Regions from separate parts of the Sus scrofa genome. Here region 1 is linked to region 2. A link is a contact called in public Hi-C data. All regions are on one chromosome and are shown on one strand. The core of a region is the stretch at or near the end of the contact, and the rest is flanking DNA. Distances in the headings are between cores, read along the strand shown. Region 1 overlaps LOC106508831 (a long non-coding RNA gene). Region 2 has its middle 300 kb from the start of TRNAE-UUC.

Region 1 (6,180 bases), core at 1,756-4,255, 98 kb after region 2:
TGAAGAAATAGGCTCCTGTATGTTTTGGGGGGTTATTTAGCACCTCTCAAGTACATGCATACTACCAATACCTTCAGTATATCTTCCACTACTTTCCCAAGCAGTCCTTTGGAAATATATTTGTTTTTGTTTTTTTTTGTTTTTTTTTTTTGTCATTTCTTTGGGCCGCTCCCGCGGCATATGGAGGTTCCCAGGCTACGGGTCGAATTGGAGCCGTAGCCACCAGCCTACGCCAGAGCCACAGCAACTCGGGATCCGAGCCGCGTCTGCAACCTACACCACAGCTCACGGCAACGCCGGATCCTTAACCCACTGAGCAAGGCCAGGGACCAAACCCGCAACCTCATGGTTCCTAGTCGGATTCGTTAACCACTGCGCCACGACGGGAACTCCCTGGAAATATATTTGTTGATAGAGTGTGGTAGAGTTATATTCTGCAGGCTGCCCAAATGATTCAGACCTCTAAGGACTATATTATGACAGGGGGTAGAAAACTTAACAAACCCCTGGGAGAGGACTCTAATGTAAACTCTTGTCTTTAAATTGAGGGTCAACTCATATAGACCCCAATTCATTTGGAAGATTGGAAACTGCATATCATCTACTCAATACTTTTATTTTGGTTTGAATGTTGGTATTCCTCCCAAATTCATATGTTGAAATCCTAACCCCAAAGGTGATAGCAGATAGGTGGAGCCTTTGAGAGGTGATTAGGTCATGAGAGTGTGCAGCCTTCATAATTGGGATCAGTGCCCTTATAAAAGTGAGCTCCTCACACCCTGCACTGTGTGGAATATACGTGAGGATACAGTGAGAAGGCTCTAACTTGGAAGAGGGCCCTTACCTAACCATGCTTGCCTTCCAATCTCAGGCTCTTGGCCTCCAAAACTGTGAGAAATTCAGCAATTTTTGTCCCTCAATTCTGACGAACAAAGGCCCTCTTCCTTACCCTGCCTCATTTTAGGATCCTTTCATATTTATTTGTATTAAAGAGTCCAGTTCTATAATCACCTTGCATCGGTCCTTAACCTATAGGAGAGTGGTATTGCTGAACTTCATCATTCTGGTGCCCTCCACATCTGTACATTCTTTATTAATTTAAAAAATAGTGTATCCCAGGGGTTACCTATGAAACAGATTCATTTGTTGGGTTTTCTGGACTTACATAACATATCCATGCTGTCACAAACATTTCCCTCTGCCTTTTGATCACTCTTGTTGTCACAGCAGTTCTGACATTTTTAAATTCACATAGAATGTGTTCTAGCTTTATCTAAGAACTATCCTAGAAGAATGTTAGCTGTGTCTCCCAACATCTTTGTCAGGTTGTTAAATGCTGTATCCTGAATGAGTGCTCCCATATCAATAAATATTTTCTTCTCTAGCTTTGCATTTGTTTTCCTTTGATTCAGCGCTCCCAGAATCTAGTTCCAAGATAAAAATAGAGTTGAATAAAATATAAAATATAGGATGAAACTGTAAGATCCTCAGAAAAAAAAATCTAAGTACCTCAAATGTGATGCCTGTTAGAAAAAAAGGGGGACTGAAATAATGTAAATGGCATGCTTATTTACTACCCACTGAAAAAAAACTAAGAACATTGCCACTCAGCATCTTTAGCAAACCCAAAATAGACAAGAGCTCATCTTAAATAAATTAGTTGGTATGTTTTTTTTCTAATAGAATGGATTTATAAATTATTAGAAACCCAGAAGGGTTTTGAAGGAATTGTACCTCTTTGGACTGAAAGGGATAGAAATCATACAGAATGAGTATTGGCCTTTAGATACCAAAATTCCATGAAATTTTGCTGCAACTATATGGTAATGGAAGGATGACTAAAATGGGATAACCAAGAGCTGGAAGGGCCTAACAAAGAGCCCTGAAGAATCTGTCCTAGAGAACAGGAATGATCCCTAACTAGGGAATTGGACATTTGCCCTATTTAATTTTAGAATCACCACAGAATAGCGACTGCTCTGTGCTTCCCTTCCTTCCTGCATTTGAATAGGTAACTCACTTGCAACTTTCCTTTTCCTGTCCTGCCATAGTATACGGGGGTGTATAGGGCATACAACTTTTCTCTTCTGTGGATAAATTTTTAGATAAAGATCTTCACCCTAAACCCTGCACTGTAGGAGCCTCATCTGTAATATAGACCTGATGAATTGATAATATTCAGTACCTTCAGCCTGACCTGAAGCCAAAATAAGATGAGAATTTGGGTGAATTTTAGAAAGGGGTAAGTTCATTTTACGTATGGAAGGAATCAAAATACAGTTGACCCTTGAAAAACACAGTTTTGAACTGCACAGGTCCACATATATGTGGATTTTTTTCCCTAATAATACATAGGACAGTACCACACAATGCATAGTTGGTTGAATCTGTAGATGTGGAACCAGATACTGAGGACCCATGGATGCAGAGGCACCATTTGTAAATGATATGTGCATTTTCCACTGCATGGAGGTTCAGCATCCCTAATCCACCCCATTGTATAAGGTCAGTTGTAATTTGTTGCAAGAAGGTTGATTGTGGCATTTAAAAATAAGAGACCGCAAATTCTTTGACACTCATCAACTAAGAGTTGGGATCTTTATCACACTCCTTTGCATCTGTGCCTACATCTGCTTCAGTCAGTGCAGTACGGCAGAGTGACTCTCACTTCTGACGCTAGGCTATACAATGAGTTGCAGCTTCTGCCTCATGCTGGGACTCTACCTCTTGGTACTATAAGCCACAATGTAAGAAGTGTGATTACCCTAAGGCCAACATGCTGTGAGGAAACCCAGTCCACAGGGATAGGCCATGTCCACATGAACAGTCAATTTCTGAGCTGAGCCAAACTTTCATGTCAACCCAGCTCAGGTGCCAGACATATTAGTAAAGCCACCTGCAGATGATTCCAGAACTTAATCATTGCAAAACTCCCAGCTGTTCTGTCTTCCCAGATATTATGGAGGAGAAAAAAAAGTCATCCTTGATATGCCCTTTCTGAATTCCAGATCACAAAATCTGTGAGCATAGTACAATGGTTGATTCGGACTACTAAGGTTTGGGAGATCTGTAATGCTGCAAGAGTAACTGAAACATATGTTGCCAAAGAGGCCTTCTGGCTTTCACATTTAGCATTTAATTGATGATTAATGGCCCTGAGGAGTTTTTCATTATCTTTCTCCAGTGCCGGGTTCAGCAAACTAAGGCCCCATGCCAAATCTGGCTTGGGCTTATTTTTGTAAGGCCTGAAAGTCAACAGTGCTTTCTATTTTTAAAGTATTACACAAAGAAACAAAAATGAACAGGCAAACAAAAAGTAAAAGTGAGTGAAAAAAATGGTGTGTACACCCTCTAGATCACAGGTTGCAAATTATAGTTTGTTGGCCAAATTTGACTTGGAGTTTATTTTCATATGGCCTCAAAACTAAGTATGTTTTTTTTTTTAACTTTTTTCCCTTTATTTTTTTGTGGGGGGAGCACCTAAAATCTATTCTTTCAGCAAATGTCCAGTATACTGTGACCTGAAATCATCATGCTGTACATTAGGTCTCTTGACTTACTTGTCCTGCATAACTGTGACTTTGTACACTTTGACCAGCATCTCCCTATTTCCCCTAACTCTCCACCCTAGACACCACTGCTCTCCTCCACTTCAGTGTATTAGACTTATTTAGGTTCCACATATAAGTGAGATCATACAGTATTTTTCTTTTTGTGTCTGACCCTTTTTACATAGAATATTCTTTTCTAGGTTCATCTATATTGTCCTAAGTGGGACATCTATTCTATCCCAAGTGGCAGGATATTATTTTTTGTTTGCTTGTTTGTTTGTTTTTAATTTTTTAAAGTGTGGTTGATTTACAATGTTCTGTAGGATATTATTTTTTAAGGCTGAAGTACATATGACATATATATATATATAAATACATATATTTACATATGTATATATGTATTACAGACGTATCTTCTTCATCTGGATTTTCTCTTGTTTCTTGGCATTTTGAATAATATGGCAATAAACATGGGACTTCTGGATTGTAGGGTAGTCCTAATTTTTTAGGAAATTCCATGTTGTTTCCCATAATGGTTGTATCAATTTGAATTCACATCAACAATGCACAAGGTTCCCTTTGCTCTATATCCTTGCTGACATTTGTTCTCTTATCTTTTTGGCAATAGTCATTATAAAAGGCTCTATGTAAAACAAAAAAAGACTAAGAATATATTATAGTCATAAGCAGTTTGCAAAGCTTAAAGTTCTCACTATCCAGCCCTTTACAGGAAAAAAAAAGTTTGCTAACCCCTGATCTAGATAGTCATCATGTAAGAGAGAAATAACATCTGTGAAAAAGCAATGTTTGTGGTGACATGGTCTTGGCTTTGATGTCAGGCAGATTTTACTTAAGTCCTAGCTCTGTCACTTGATAGCTATGTAAACTTGGGGATGATATTTGATATGTAAAATAGGGATGAATATATCTTCCTCCAAGGGTATTGGTGGTTCGACTGAAAGCTAGATATAAAAAAACATAGTCCATTATCACCATTATCATGTACTGCCATGATTTTTTCACCCATAGAGACTGAGCAGTTCTGAGACTTGTTGGCACAGAATGCTATGAGCAGTGGCAGCCAAAGAAGAAGGATTAGTAGAGCAGTGAGATGTGGCAGGATATATATTCTCAACTGTCCCAAACTTGGCTGAACACAATACAACATACTGTCTAAAGAAACGTGTCTGGACCTTCCCTGGCTCCTGCTTATTCTTTAACTACATGTGGAAGTTGATACTCAAAAGATTTTCCTTCTTCTTCTGAGTGGAATGAGACAGTAAGAAGTTACCATGGCAAGAAGAAAATAAAAGTCAGTGCCTTGGCAATGGATCTTTGCCAGAAGCAATATATGGTGTGGTAAATCATTATGTTGTTTCAAGATTTTAGTGTATCAACCCAAGGGATTTAGAAAATCTGAAAATAGAACCATACAAAGCAATATTAAATATGCTAAGCATGGTATTAAACTATTAAAATGGTAGAATTTTGTGTTCCTATTCATTTAGGTTTTTTGGCAATACTAGTCTTCCTTTTTAACTGAATTTTTTTTTCAGAAAGATCATTACTGAATATTTATGTAGAAATCAAATGCTCTGACCTCCCAAGAAAGAAAATGGAGTATCCTCTAACTGTTGTGATGATTTTGATTTGTTTTTGTTTTGACTTCTAGTATCTATTAATATCTGTGATCTCATATGCTGCTTTTGTTTTGTTTGCTTCTTTTCTCTTTTTACTAATAGCAATTGTAGACATTGCTGGTTGTGAAATGTAATGTCTTAAAATTTATCGAATAGTTTTTATAACTTTAATTCTAGTTGTAGATATTTCAGGGAAAAAATAATTCAAAATTTTTAAAATTTCATACTGATGTAAGCAAGGCTGAAATACCATATGAAGCATATATTAGTCTGTGGTTCACTGACTGATCAATGACTGCTTAGACCACTTACTGCATTCCTTTAACTGATAGTGCTTTGTTTTAGAATCTGCTTTTTGACACTCCTTACATTTCTCCCTATTGTATTGAAATTTATTCCATTTGGGCATGAATGGCTCCTATTTCATCCTGAAAGTCTTGAATGTTTCCACCATTAAAAAGGGACAAGATGAGAGAAGTAATGCCCTAAAATAAAATTATTCATAGCTATGAGAAATTTATCCTTTAAAAACAAGATATATTTGTTTTCAATTAAACACTTCTGTAACACAGCTAAAGACAGCTTAAATTTTGTTTAAATTTTTTAAATTTAATTTTTATATAATTTCATGACTAAGATGTGTTTAATGAGAACTATAGGGTTAATTGAACATTTTTTTCTAATCATCAAATTAATTTAGGTAAGCTGCCTAACATTTTGAAGTAACAAACAAGAAACTGTTTAAGGAAGTGCAATGCCACCTTATACTTTGAACTACGCCATTACATCAAGCCCTTTCAAAGCCTAAAATCAAGCCACATACTACTCCATTTCAAAATCAACCTTTAAAATATAAATTATATTAATTAGATATTCTATAAAATAGTTTATTTTACTAATACTGATTTTTAAAATATAGCTAAATATACCACTGAATCAGGAACCTATCATTCTGCTATAATATTTTATGTCAGTGCATTTTAATTTAT
Region 2 (6,487 bases), core at 1,776-4,275:
TTCAATTCAAAACATATACAAGTCTCCTGACAATTAACTACCTGCCTTCTTTTCCTGTCAGATGTTCAGACATTATCGTTAATAATGGTAACTGGCCATGACAATAACTCTTGCAATTTATTCAACATACACTGCATGCTAGACGCAGGACTTTATATGCTTTCTATATGCAATAATGATTTTCATTTCCACAATTACCATATGAGTTATTTTTGTTCTCATCTTATATGTGAAAAGTTGAAGCTTAGGGAATTAGAGTAACTGCTTAATGTAATACATCTATAAGTAGTGGACCTATGTAAAAACTCAACCTTCTCTGAATCCACAGTCTATCATGCTACCCTCTCTTGTCATTACTGTCACTCTTCACTAAAAGATGCTGCTATAATGCATTTGTCATGCTTACATGTTGGTCAGGGATGTGGTATTCTGAGAGGTAGGATAACTCCAGATATGGGGTCAAAAATTTCACAATTGAGCACTACATAAATTGCATCATTAGAAAGCTCTTTGAAAAGGCAAATACTAGTTATTCCCAGGTGAGTGAGAATAAATGTCAGCTCTGTTTTCTCCAACAACTGTGAGTTAGGAAGAGGAAACTTCTGTGTGAATTTACCTGAGAATAATGTTTGCTAATGAACTATTCCAAACACATTAGAGGCCCAAGGGATCTTCTCCATGTCTCAGAAGTATAGTATTTGATAGCTAACACACTTCACTCATGACAATTCTAAAATGATCCCAGTCCGCAGCCCTGTCTCCTAACAGTGATGCCAGGAATCCCCCAGAGATAGTCAGGTGATACACTTGCCTAATACAGCTTCTAACCTCAGAGAAGCAAACAGGAAAGAAATAATGCCACAGACCTATAGGTCTTGATTTGTTAAAATTAGTTGAGAGTATGGTATGCCAGTCTTCAAATTATTAAAGAATTTTATTATATCTTTAATTTGGATAATAATGAAACTCAGTTTCATATCTCATCAATGAGAACATACCTCAGTTCACTGTATGTAGTGCTGTGGGTAAGTCTATTGCTGTTTATCAAGACCAAAGGTAATAAATAGAGGATACTGACTGTAGTATACATGACTTAATCTAAGGAAAACATGGAAAAAGATCTACTAGATTTAGTGGGACATCAAAAATCCATTAAAAACTAAGTTGAGAGAGTATACTCCTTATTTTCATATTAAAATTTTTTGAAGCACATAATAGGGACCGTTGATACTGATCAAAGTCAATGCATTAAGCAAAACCTAACCTCTAAACCCATGGTTCCTAACCTACACAAAGAACTTCAAAGTATGCCACGTGATAATTTAAATGTTCAGGGAAAACACAGACACATCCTAACAACTGGTAGGACATTAGATTTGCTATGTTCATTTTGATGATATCATATCTTCACAAAGATGGATTTGGATGGTTTGCTATTATAGAAAGCAAGTACTGCAGGAAATGAGACTGGTGCTATCCCAACCTTGAGAAGTTATGCAGTGCCCAATATTTGCGCACATCCCACTAGCAAATAATTGCCGTTTTGAATTGTGCCCCTGGCATCAATGTTTGTTATGACTGAGAACTAGGCAAGATGCTAATTTTGTTCTCTGTTTAATTGAAGTGAACATCACTTTACTAATAAAGTGACTCAAGCAAGCAACTATAGAAACAACATTCAGATAGGAATAGTCAAAACAAATGCAATCTGTTTCAGGCATTAATGGCTTTATTATTTGCTTTATAAATTTATTTGGGACACAGAATAACAGGAAGAATGGCTTTGGTTGAATAATCCTGGCAAGAATAAAAACTATGAAAAAACAAAGAGTTTCTTCTAAACATACTCTGCCTGACAGAAATTTCCCTATAGTTTCAGCAAGTGTTGAATGTTTTTCTTCCCTAGGCTAGAAAAACCCCGGAATATACTGCCTCCTGTTGAGTCATTTTTGAATAAAGCAGCAGGGGATTACCAACAGTCTCAGACCCAGTAATAGATTTTAGTGGACAGAGATGTCCCTGTAAGAAGCATAGGAACAGCTGGCTCCAAATCATCTCTTAGAATCTAAATCCACTTAACAATGGGAGTGAAAAATGGCATGTTAAGGGTTGATTAAGAAGGGTTGCCAAGGTAGACCAGGAGAGAAGCAGCAAAGGAAGGAGAACTAGGAGGAAGTATCTGACTTTTAAGTATGGTAATTAGTATTTTCTGAAGTCACACCTCCCTGTTGTCCGATGAAATGCTGACAGTAGTAACTGAGAGTAGCTTCTTTACTGTAATAGCACAACATGATGCCAGCAGCTCTTTAACAGTACTCTCTGCTTATCCATTGGGCTCAGAGTCAGAAAACAAAACATGACTCGAGAGGCAGCAGTAATTTGATGAGCCAGCACAAACTCTACCTGCATGGAATGCTGTGGTCATAGGGGCTATTCTGCTGCCAGCAATTAAAAATTAACCTTGGCATTTTCAAAAAAGAAGGTAGCTATTCATATGCAGCTCCTTTCCTGCTTGACAACATATCTAAAAAGCAGCTGCTTTCTCAAGTCAAGACAGTTACGCACAATGAACCTCTTTTGTGTGCAATGTGCAGAGCTAGGTCGTTAACACACCTGCCAGAATACAAGGGAAGAAGAAAAAAGAAATCTTTTCTGTTGGTAAACTCATTCATTTAAGATATTCAGGTTCACAGTGCTGTCCTTTGAACACCCCAATTACCTCCTCTTGCCCTTACAAACGAGTGGTGTGAATTTTAATCAGCTGGAATGCAATCAAGGACTGAAATAAATAGTGTTGTTAAATCATTTTTACGGAGAAAAGCAACTCACATACCTAAGCTATATGTATCTCTGGTTTTCACAAGGGTGGAATGCCCTTGCTATGGACCGAAACAAACAATGTTTTATTTTTGTTTCAACCTCTGTTGACTTTCCTCTCCATTCCTTTCCCCTCCTATGCCAGAGCCTCAGTTCTGAGAATAATTAGCAACACCCACTGGTGATAACAGGGCCACGGCAACCTAACAGCGATATCTTGCCGGCGCCAGCTGTGCTTCAGTATTTATTTATTAAGATCACAATATTTACACAGTATGAACTCGTTGAGATGGTGGGGGATTGAGCAATGCTCCAGCAGCAAAATTTCCTCTGTATGTTTAATGGAGAAGAAAAAACCTTTTAGGCTGTGTACTGTTTATTTCTTTGGATAGAAAATTCAAGTTTCTAATTCCAGTCGAGTCCTGTTTTCTAGCAGTTTGGTGTATAGACCCAGGAGAGGCTTGGCAGACATGCACTGCAGTGGCTGCTGCTGTGAAACCTGCTTGTCTAACACAGAGGGGAGGCTTAGAGCTGCTGCAGATGCATGGACTGACACAGCAAAGATGTCAGGCATCTGGTTTTCAGGGCTGATAATTCCACTGGGCCCAGATCTGTAACTGAACAATCTAGACATTTGCCCAGAATCCCTCTTGACTTGCATTATTATATCTTTTCATTTGCTCTCCTGCAAGGACCTGTTAACATGGCAGTAAGCAACATGTGCTGTGATGTCCATCTGCTGAGTGAGTTGCTATGTAAAGCTCTAACACAGAGAGAATTTTTGGTGTACAGGGAAATTGTAGGGCTTCAATTTGGGAGAAAAAGAGTGAAAGGTATATTTTAGGCGAGAAAGAAATTAATGGCAGGAACAAAGAGTGTATATATACATATATATTTCAGCATGTGGTACTTCCTGATGTTTGTCTTGGAGTTCTTCAGGGAAAAGTTGGTTCAACTTTTGCGATGTTAATATTGCTGATCAATGAGCATAAATCATGATAGGATGGGAGATGTTTGGGATTTTCTTTTATCATACTGAGCTCAAACAAATTGTCTAACTTTTATGCATTTTCACTTTATCACATCCTAAACCTAAAAAAGATATATTTATTACCAAGCCAATTCAGTATTTTTAAAAACATTGGCTTAATATTTTTAAGTATTTTGAATATGGGGTCTTAAGGTATTTACATAAATAGACTGAATTAATTAATAAATTATATTAAATGGTAATTAATATAAGAATGTCCTGTCAATATTGAAAGAATTTAGCTTTGTTGACAAGTAATAATAAGGTAGATTATCCTATTTAAAATATTTTATATAATTATTATGTGTCTAACTTTTACATTACATATTATAAAATGTATTATATCTAATTGTAATAATGTATATATGACTATATAATAATTGCATATAATACACATTATTGATTGATAAATCTTCCTTAAAAGAGTTGCAAATGCAACTCAGTAATGTTGCAAAGTTCATAAATTATAAAGTTATTCTCAAGCACTGGTTATTTTCATGCCAGCCTTAGCCTTTTTAAAAATTAAAAAGAGGATAATGCAGCAGTTCAGTTGACATTTAATATTGTATTGTCCATATCACTTTATTTTTATCAGTCTTATTCCTTTTGTATTATTAAAATATCCCAGAATCATCTAATATGAATAAGAAGTCTAATTCTCTGTTCTATTCTAACTTTTGTTTTAGAAATAGCTGCAAAAAAGACTAGCTACTTTTTGAATAAAATTATTAGTGAAGTAAAATATATGTACCAGGAAGTGAACAGAACATAACAGCACAGAGTGATGAATGCTTTCAATCTGAGTACCTCTGTGTTTCCAGTCACAGATCAAGAAATGCATTAGTACCTGCAAAGAGATGCCGCTTGGACCTCTCACATGCACCACTCAGCCCTCCAAAGTAGCCACTATTTTGATTTCTAAAGGCATAGATTGTTTTGGAGGTCAAGTGAAACAGAAACAAAATAAATAGATCACAGCATTAAACTACTTTAACACTAGGTTGATATTCCAAATGTTAATGCATAAAAGTGATTAAAGTTAGCAAGAAAAATGTCTTTGGATTTTAAGGAAAGATCATACATGCATCCAAATCTCTCTTTTTAAATTTTTTTATGATTTTTATTTTTTCCATTAGAGTTGACGTACAGTGTTCTGTCAATTTCTACTGCACAGAAAAGTGACCTGGTCATATATATATATATTCTTTTTCTCATATTATCCTCCATAATGTACCATCACAAGTCACTAGATACAGTTCCCTGTGCTATACAGCAGGATCTCATTGCTTATCCACTCCAAATGCAATAGTTTGCATCTGTTAACCCCAGACTCCCAGTCCATCCCACTCTCTTTTCCCTGACCACCCCTCCATCAAGCATAAGTCTGTTCTCTAAGTCCAAGTCCATGAGTTCCTTTTCTATGGAAAAGTTCATTTGTGCCATATATTAGATTCCAGATATGAGTGATATCATATTGTATTTGTCTTTCTCTTTCTGACTTACCTCACTTAGTATGAGAGTCTCTAGCTCCATCCATTTTGCTGCAAATGGCATTACAAATATCACTGCTAACAGGGATAGTGTATTTATATTTGGAAAACAAAACAATCCTGTTCTATCTTCACTTGGCTACAGGCAAATTCAGTAAGTTAGAACTACACTGCTGCCTCCAAAACTTATTAGACAGTATAGGTTGTCCTCAAGTTATTTACTTCAGATGTTACCATGCAAGAAGAGTTCCTCAATTCTAGGAAGAAGAAATAGATAAGATGGGAATCTAGACACTGGCTAAAGCCAACATTGTCTCAGTCTTAGTTTTATTCAGTTTCAAATGACTATTTCAAGTATATGTTCAATGGTACTCAGGGTTTTTTAATTCTCAAAAATGGTCAGATTTCTTTAATTTTAATTAAAGTCAGTGATTAAATTCTCAAAAATAAACCATGAAACACACACACACACACACACACACACACACATATATATGTATAGTTTTGATTTGTTTTTTTAGGGCCGCACCCACAACATGTGGAGGTTCCCAGGCTAAGTGTCAAATCGGAGCTACAGCTGCCACCTACGCCAGAGCCACAGCAGTGCCAGATCCGAGCTGCATCTGCAGCCTACACCACAGTGCATGGCAATGCTGGATCCTTAACCCACTGAACGAGCCAGGAGTCAAACCCACAACCTCATGGTTTCTAGTCTGATCCATTTCTGCTGCACCATGATGGGAACTCTGAAACATATTTTTAAATAGTGTTCATATGATGCTGCTTCAAGAAAGATACTAATATATACTTGTGACTTTCTTGTAAATAACTGAGTATATGGAGCCATTTTCTACATAGGAAAGTATGTAGTTCACCCGTACTAACTTAGACAAATAGCTTAATGATTTCATGTAATCCCATGTGGTTATGGGATGGATTTGCGTATATAAGTACATATTTAGCTGTATCCATTATTATATTCCTTGTTGAATGCCTTTTTGTACTTGATATCCTTGATTCTCTTCACCAGTGAAGCAACACCCCAATAAACTTCATGGTGAAATCTTGGACACATTAAAATTCTATAAAAATCTATTTATAGGCATATGGTGTCCAAAGTGAAAGTCAACCAAGCAATCTTTTGTATGTT

Evidence for each region. Hi-C and Micro-C count contacts between places; a contact is called where the count stands out from the background.
Region 1: a Hi-C map of liver shows a contact between it and region 2, with 9 times the contacts expected there. The contact joins two enhancer-like sites. A contact is called at or near these places in 4 of 47 Hi-C or Micro-C datasets (liver and skeletal muscle).

What each region holds. Positions count from the first base shown.
Region 1 is chr1:23,768,201-23,774,380 of Sscrofa11.1, forward strand. The region is part of intron 1 of LOC106508831 (a long non-coding RNA gene); the gene reads left to right. Among named protein-coding and RNA genes, the nearest start is that of TRNAE-UUC, 390 kb to the left of the region's middle. Within about 2 kb of position 3,006, at least 8 of the 83 cell types and tissues checked have an H3K27ac peak or open chromatin away from gene starts, as enhancers often do. A contact at or near this core is called in liver, where this site is marked.
Region 2 is chr1:23,669,731-23,676,217 of Sscrofa11.1, forward strand. No RefSeq gene overlaps it. Among named protein-coding and RNA genes, the nearest start is that of TRNAE-UUC, 300 kb to the left of the region's middle. Within about 2 kb of position 3,026, at least 21 of the 83 cell types and tissues checked have an H3K27ac peak or open chromatin away from gene starts, as enhancers often do. A contact at or near this core is called in liver, where this site is marked.